Regions from separate parts of the Acanthopagrus latus genome. Here region 1 is linked to region 2. The links are chromatin contacts, called in public Hi-C maps. All regions are on one chromosome and are shown on one strand. Each heading gives the region's core, a stretch centred on a gene start, on an enhancer-like site or on the middle of the called end of the contact. The rest is flanking DNA. Distances are from core to core; before and after follow the strand shown.

What was found. A called contact is a pair of places that touch in the nucleus more often than the background predicts.
Region 1: a contact with region 2 is called in a Hi-C map of muscle, with 10 times the contacts expected there. The contact joins the promoter of LOC119030978 here to the promoter of LOC119013405 in region 2. A contact is called at or near these places in 2 of 4 Hi-C or Micro-C datasets (liver and muscle).

What each region holds. Positions count from the first base shown.
Region 1 is chr2:3,544,727-3,548,530 of fAcaLat1.1, reverse strand. LOC119030978 reads right to left here and starts at 1,313. Exons shown (of 2, transcript XM_037119014.1): 1 at 554-1,313; 2 at 1-457. The coding sequence starts at 851.
Region 2 is chr2:2,617,749-2,621,549 of fAcaLat1.1, reverse strand. It overlaps LOC119013405 (solute carrier family 35 member F2-like), which reads right to left and starts at 1,349. Exons shown (of 8, transcript XM_037087900.1): 1 at 1,144-1,349. The coding sequence starts at 1,244.

The sequences.
Region 1 (3,804 bases), core at 64-2,563, 930 kb before region 2:
GAGTCATTTAACTGAAGTGATGAAACCACCAGTGAGTAGTTTTTTCCCGCCTCTGAGGTGGACGATATCACATTAGTCACCCTCCAAAGTGGAAGCTGGTCGTCAGTGAACTCAGCAGCAGGACACTGTAACACAGCTGTCTCTCCCACTGTGTGGAGGATCGACTCATCTAGTAGGTTTAACTGTACAGAGTGACTGCTGACACACTGCTGTTGGTTCATCACCAGACAGGCGTAATAATTGAACTTTGTTAACGTGAGGTTGTAAATACGAAGTCCTGATGAGGTTTTCACCTCTTGGGATCTTCCTTCAACATTGTCCATCACCGATGTTACACTGTCCTCAAAAACTCTTGTCCAGAAGCTGGTCCAATATCCAGAATCACTCTTGAGCCACTGGATGTCCAGATTGTCAGCTGCTCCCTCACATGGCAGGTCCACTGTTTCTCCAGCTCTGACTTCAATATCTTTGTATTCATTTCTCGTACTACAAACAATAATAGTGATGTTGTTCTCATACATCACGTTGCCCCAACACTTCTCTTGGTACTGACCGGAGTCTGAGTGGGTCAGGTTCTGGATCATGTAAGAAGAAATACTGTTGCTGGTGACAACTGACAGTCGTTGTTTCAAGTCTTCAGGTACTGTGGAGTTCTGGGACCAGAGGGCAGAGGTATTCCACAGGACGAGCTTCTCCTCACCAACAAATCTGGAGATCAGGCAGGAGTCGGCGTCCTCAGGGAGTCTGAAGGTGAAAGAGTCTGATTCCCTTTCGATGAAGATACGTTCTTCTGCATGAATGTTGTTGATGAGAGCAAACAGCAGGAAGGAGAGCTCTGCGACTGCAGCCATTCTGCTCTGAGGACGAGCAAACACTGACACCTCTCACCCGATTATCTCTATATTAACCCTCATCAGCAGCTTGTCATTAGTGGCTGGAGGGAGGTGACTTCTTTATCTCACCATCACAGGAAACTTTGACGCTTTCGGCTCTGTACCAAGGAATCTAATCAAAAGATCAGACACATGTTGTGAAATGACTTTTAGACACATTAAAGGTTTTAACTTGAGTTTACTGCAAGATTCTTCTGAACAGAAGTCCACAAACTAGTGACCTGCTGTTACACCATGGCTCCTGACAATCTTCATTATTTGCATTATTTCTTGTAACATGTAATTAGACATGTGTGACACGTGTTAGTTTGCTTTGCTTAATTACTGCATCAGTAAAACATAAGAAACATTGAGCTTCAGCAGATGACAAAATTAATGTATAATAATGTTTATTCTGAATTACATTTAATGAAATATCATAAAAACAATATTTAAAATGATAACAGCTCTTTTTAACCTGATAAATAACTGAATTATATTTGTCATTTCTAATCAGCTTGTTGTTGCCTTAGTTTTTGGCAGGACCCAGAAGTGGACAACGAGGCAGGGAGTGCTAACAGTAATGCAGGTGAAGGTGGAGAAACTCAGGCTGGAGACTCCGTCAGAGAGGAGGGGGGAGGAGCAGGAGAGGGATATGACAACCCCAAATATTTCCATTGCTTACGTCAGAGCTGAGCGCGTGCCTCTGTAAATATTGCACGCACAGCAATGTAAACACAGAGAGTAATGACAGTTAGAGGTTGTTAACTAGCTTCGCTTGATAACTTGGCTAAAATGGACGTGAGAAAGTTGTTGTTTATTGTCTTGCTGACAGCTGTGTTCAGCTGTCATGTCCAGCTGCTCAAACTAATGCAACAACAGCGGCGCCTGGATGAAGAAGACTGCTCCTTCTGCTAGCAAACAAACGATGCACCCTTTCGAGTCGCCATTGTTGTTTGGGTTTTGGTATTTGCCACGCTGCTCCTTTCAGGTTTTAAACTATTTTGATTGGTTAAAACAGCCTTCCTGTTTTACCTTACATCCCCACCTACTGCTGTGGCATGTATTACACGTGTATTGTATTACTTGGTGGCAGATTTTACGGGTGCGTGTGTCCAGAGTTATTGGTCAGATTGTACCACAGCTTGAAGATACTCAAATGTTTTCCAGTCAAAACCATGTAATCTCCAAATGTGGTGTTTTTGATTTGTGTGATCAAACTGAAGGTCCGTTATGAGCTGAGACGGTTCTCGTATTTCTGAAGCCAAACAAACCTTTAACAAACTCAGTGAATCACCTGAAAAATGCATCGCCACAAAGCTGAAAACATGGCTGCTGTATACGGAGGAGTATTAGGGCCCAGGGTGAGGAAAGAAATGAGAGCAGGATGTTTTCTGATCAGTCGCTGATAAACTTTCTTAGGTCATGAAAAGTTCACACTTGGGAGATGAGTGGTTTTGATTGGACAGCAGCACCATGTTTTCAGGAAACTTTCTGTTATCACTTAGAAATGTTCAGATCATGAGTCCTGAGAAGGAGGATGTTGCAACACTGATGCACGTCACAAACACTGTTTCTACCCAGTTTGTATATTGAGAGTCAGATGGGTGTTGCAGAAAGTCATTTTACTGTCATTCCTCAGGGCAGCAGTGCTTCAGTTATTTCACGTATGCATAACAAACAGAAAACATCTGTCTGTTTGTTTTGTGGTTTTTTTGTGTGCAGGCTATACAAACTGTTGTGGCAACTGCAAATCAGTCGCTTTTCTATTGCAGATGAGAGTTGGTGAAACATCAAGTTCGACACAATATTTCTTCTCTATAAGTTCTTTATTGCTTGTAAGCAAGAGTCACACATCGTCAGCAGACAGCTGATGACTGAAGAGAGGGAGTCTCTCCTCATCCTTTATAGTAGCAGAACCCATACACACAGCTGCAGCAGTCACTAGGTTACAAGTGAACCACTTAAAATAACACTCCAACATCTCCACGTCCAGATTAGGTTAAAACATAATCTTAGCATGCATGCACATTCCAGAGTTTATGTGTCATCAACCCAGTCTGTATAATAGCTACGTTGGTCCACAGGATAAAATGTTGTAGTTTCACAGTAACATTTGGCCTATTCTTCCTTTTTATTGGCCTGCGTCCGCGTCACGTAACCGCCAACTTTCTGGCTGTGAGAAGAAAAACATGGCTGCCATTCCCTTGATCTCCAGTGAAAAACTGTGGGGCTGTTACCGATGATATCGTTGCTATGGTGGTTGCTATAGACGCTGCTATGACAGGAACCACATATATGTATAATTTTATCGCTAAATGTTTCACGTCAGTCCTGCAGGTAGATCAGATGACCCGCTACCGAAAGTATAACACTTTCTGACGAGTTAAATGATATATTAACATTTCTCAACTCAAAAACACCAAAGTGTTCCTGATCAATTAACAGTTGCAGCTTACTTTACTCCTACATTAAACATCCCACCTACTATAAAAAGGTCCATCTCTGTCATGTGTGAGGCCTGTTTTAACAAGTTTATAAACTGCAATTAACATTATCATTCACTTGTCAATAATATTTTAAATCTGAATCAAATGAATGTTATTGCGACCGTGACGTCAAAACAGTCAAACATCAAAATCAGAGAGTGTATTTACTGAGTGACTGCACCAGTCACAGCATGGACAGGTGATCGCAGTCTGTGGGTTTAAAGGCTGTTAACAAAGACGAGATGGATGAATGACATAAATCAACCTCTTCACTGTTTATCTTGTTTCTTTTTCTGGGATTTTTTTGTTTCGGTGTCAAAAACTTTGAACTGCATTTCTTCTTTGTTTACTTGTCAAAGTGTTTGTCTCTGCAGACTCAGTTTGTGATGATCCCAGTTTAAAACCACAGCGATTTAGATTTATTATCGCATCAGGTTTTTATT
Region 2 (3,801 bases), core at 100-2,599:
CCTGCTCAATAAGCAGCGATCTACCAGCTCATCTGTGGCCTCTTCCATATTCTTCCTTCTTCTACAGGAAAATGTTTTGTTTTTCAACATTATTTTCACGAGCAATCGTGTTGTTTACGTCATCACTTACAGTTTACAGATCACTGAACCTCGACTGTGTCACCTAAGACTCGCACAAATACATCACATCAAGGAGTGTCTGCTGAAGAATGAATAACTTCACCCTGACTGCATTTTAAATGTCTGTTAAATAGTGCACAGATCTTTTACTGAGGAAGAGAAGCAGCACCACAGTGCAGATCATATCGTCTGTTCCAAGACAAAACCCACCAAAAATCATGTTTTACTCTCTTTGTGCTCTCTGGGTTGAGTCTCTGTTGCTCTCAGCTGGTTTTATGTGCTTTGTATTTTGGTTTTGTGAAGCGCGCTGTAACATGAAAGAGGTTATGTAAATAAAGTTTTACTCTATTATCAATAAAAATCTGTTATACTTAAATAAATGAGCAGAAGTTCTCGCTTCAAAATACAGGCCTGCATAAATTAGTAAAATTACTTATGATTTAGAATGTACCATTTCAGAAATATGAATATTATATTGTATCACATCATATTATAGTAATGTAATTACCAATGCATTAATGTGTAGATCACTTTCATGATTTGTAATGATGGTTTAAATTATTTTACACACTGCAGCATTGCTTGTTAAGTTTGTCCTTGGCATCAATTAATGATAATAAGCCAATTTATTTGTTGAGTATATTTTGTTTTATTAATCTGCAAAGAAACTTAAGTTATCAGATTCATTCAGGAGTAAACAGTGTAATGTTCACCTCTGAACTGCAGTTAAATAAAGTATGAAATAGAAATACACAAGTAAAAAGTACAAGTATCTAAAAGTTGAGTGCAGTTACTGAATAAATGTATTAAGTTACTTTCCATAAAATCTTCAGTAGACTTTAAAGTGAGTAATTTTACTAAAATTGAATTAAAATATCAGAAAAGTAACAGCACCACTGTTTGAACATAAGTGTACCTTCTCCACCTCAGACTGCTGACTTCATCTCTGCTCCACAGAAACACAGAAACGTTTGTACTAACTTTTCCCTCCAGCTTGCTTCTCTTCCCGTCTCGTCCACTCACCAGGTCAAAACTTCCTTGAGGTTGAATTTCCTGACCCTCATCATGAATCCACTCTTCCGGTCTTCATCTCTGGATGCTCCCTCAGGCTGTTTAGTATCCATGTTGCTGCACTGACGGAGGATTCCTCTCTGAGTTTTCACTGTTGGGAGCTTTTAAATCCTTGACTTTCACTGTGCCAGAGCTGAATGATTAATGGACCCAGAGGGCAAAGATCAATCTTTCACTTATCTTCAGGAGCGAGTTGAAGACAGCCTGCAGCACTTTCAGATAAGAACTGATGATGAAAGAAGCATTTAAAGAAATCATCACCGCGCTTCCACTTGTTTTCACTCTCAGCTGTTATCTGCTGATGATACAACGACTCGTGTTGGAGGAAAAGTAACTCAGTTGATCATGGTGTGATTTTTATGGAAATGGTGGAAACTAACTACATCAACTCAAGTACTTTATCTACATACTTCCTACATGTTATATTACTTTACACTTCTATTCCACAACAAATTAAAGTATTGTAAATATTGTACTTTTTTACTCAATTACATTAATTTGAAAGGTACCTTGAAGGTTAAGATGCAAAACTAGAACATTTCTCAAGAAATTGTGTGCGTAAGTAAGTTTGAATAGAGAAAACTCTCTGTGGGAGGGAGAGGGAGAAAAGCACCAGCAAAATGTCTGGCCGCCCTTTATTTCAGAGTTCATTAATAATATGTAATAAGCTGTACTTTTTTGTCAATGTAGACAAAAAGAAATAGAAATATTATGCAGTAGATATACACAGTCATACCCTAAGTAATCTAATACAGATGTAATAAACCATTATTTGTGCCAAATTAGGCGAAACTAGAAATACTATGTTCTTTGTTAGACGGCAAACAGAGACTTCTAGACTTTTCAAATTTCACTGGACTAACTGGCTCCAGTTATGACACGATGCTCCAAAAAATGTGTCCATCATTTTACAGATCCTTGTTTACTATGTAAAATGGCTCCTTACAGTTTGTCCAGCAACATCTAAGCTTCCAATTGTATATATTCTTTAAAAATATATTATTAAATTCTTTTAAATCACTTCTTAAAACCCACTTTTATAGACTTGCCTTTATGTGATGTGGTCCTTGTATGTTTATTTTTACTTCAACTGTCTTTGAGTTCTGTTCTACGTTTTTTTTCCTCTGTTATTAAAATCATTTCATGCAATCTATTTTATCGTCCTTTGTAATTGTAAATTGTATTCTTGCTTTGTCTGTCAAAGCACTTTGTAAACCTTGCTTTTAAAAGTGCTATAGAAATAAAGTTTATTTTTTTTATTAAATCCTGTCAGAATTGAATGTGTCAGAGTCCTTAACAGAGAAAAGGGGATATTTTGCCCAACTTTGATGTGGAATGAAAATTAAAAAACACATTTTCCATAAGTAGTCCAAGATTCATATACTGCTGAACATAGTACTTCCCAGACTACCTGCATGCACAATATAAAGTACTTTTACTGTGTACTTTTCGAGTAATACTTTATCAAATTCTTACCAGAGAACAATAATTATTATTTTTTACTACTTATGTTAGAACGTTTTTTATTCCACATCAAAGTTTGGTGAAATATACTTATTCTTTTTCTCTGCTAGGGATTTTGACACAGTGGGATGCTTTCAGGTGCGCTCTCAGACAGTGGGAGATAGGAGTTGTCAAACCTGGGGGAACTGTGTCAAGCAGGCGCCACCTACTGGACATCAGGGTCGATACACTTTCCTTTGTTAGTGCACTTTAGGCTGCTCTGATGTCAGAACCATGTGACGTCCCAAAACAAACATAATGCCATAAAGTCTTAGAATAATTTCCTTATTTATGACTGATCAGAATATTAAGTCGTGCAATTCCCAGGGATCATGATTGACTCAGATTCAGAATCAGAACTACTTTACTGGTCCTGCAAACAGGGATATTTGTGTGTCACAGCAGCTTAAGGACAGTTCAATTTAACAATAAAGAACAATAATAGTAAAAAATAAACAATATAATAAAAAAGTAAGACATAGATTCTTGTATACATAATATGTACACGTGCCCTGTCCTTTCTGTGACCTCACCCCCATGAAGTCATGTGATTTCATTCACATTTAATTTAATTAATTTTATGGTAAAAGTACAGAACAGAAAACAGTAACATTTGAGCTGAGGTGTCCAGATTACCTGAATTCACCTGATTACAATATCAAAGTAATGTAACTTGATTAGTTTCTGTTAGTTTGGGATTAATAACAAATGAAGACCTGAGAAATTAAATATCATTAAAAAGAAAATGATGTATTTGAATCCTATAAACAATTGTTCATCTATGTTGGGGCAATTATTATTTGTACTTTGCCCTCTATTGACAAGACAAAGAATCCCAAGCTGGAACTCAAACAGAAAAGTTCTACATTACTTAAACAACTACATGAGCTAAACAGCCTTCAACAGTTCCATGATTTTCAGGTCTGATCCACATAAAACAGGCAAAATAAGTCCCGCCCCACCTACAGCATTTCTGACGAATCCAGGCGGTGCGCGCCAAAAGGGGCGGTCTCGCTCCTTTCCCGCGTGAAATTACTGCATTTCCCTCCAAAACTAAAGATGCCTATAATAATGGCTGCAGGAGCTTCACTCTGGTCGGAGCGGCTC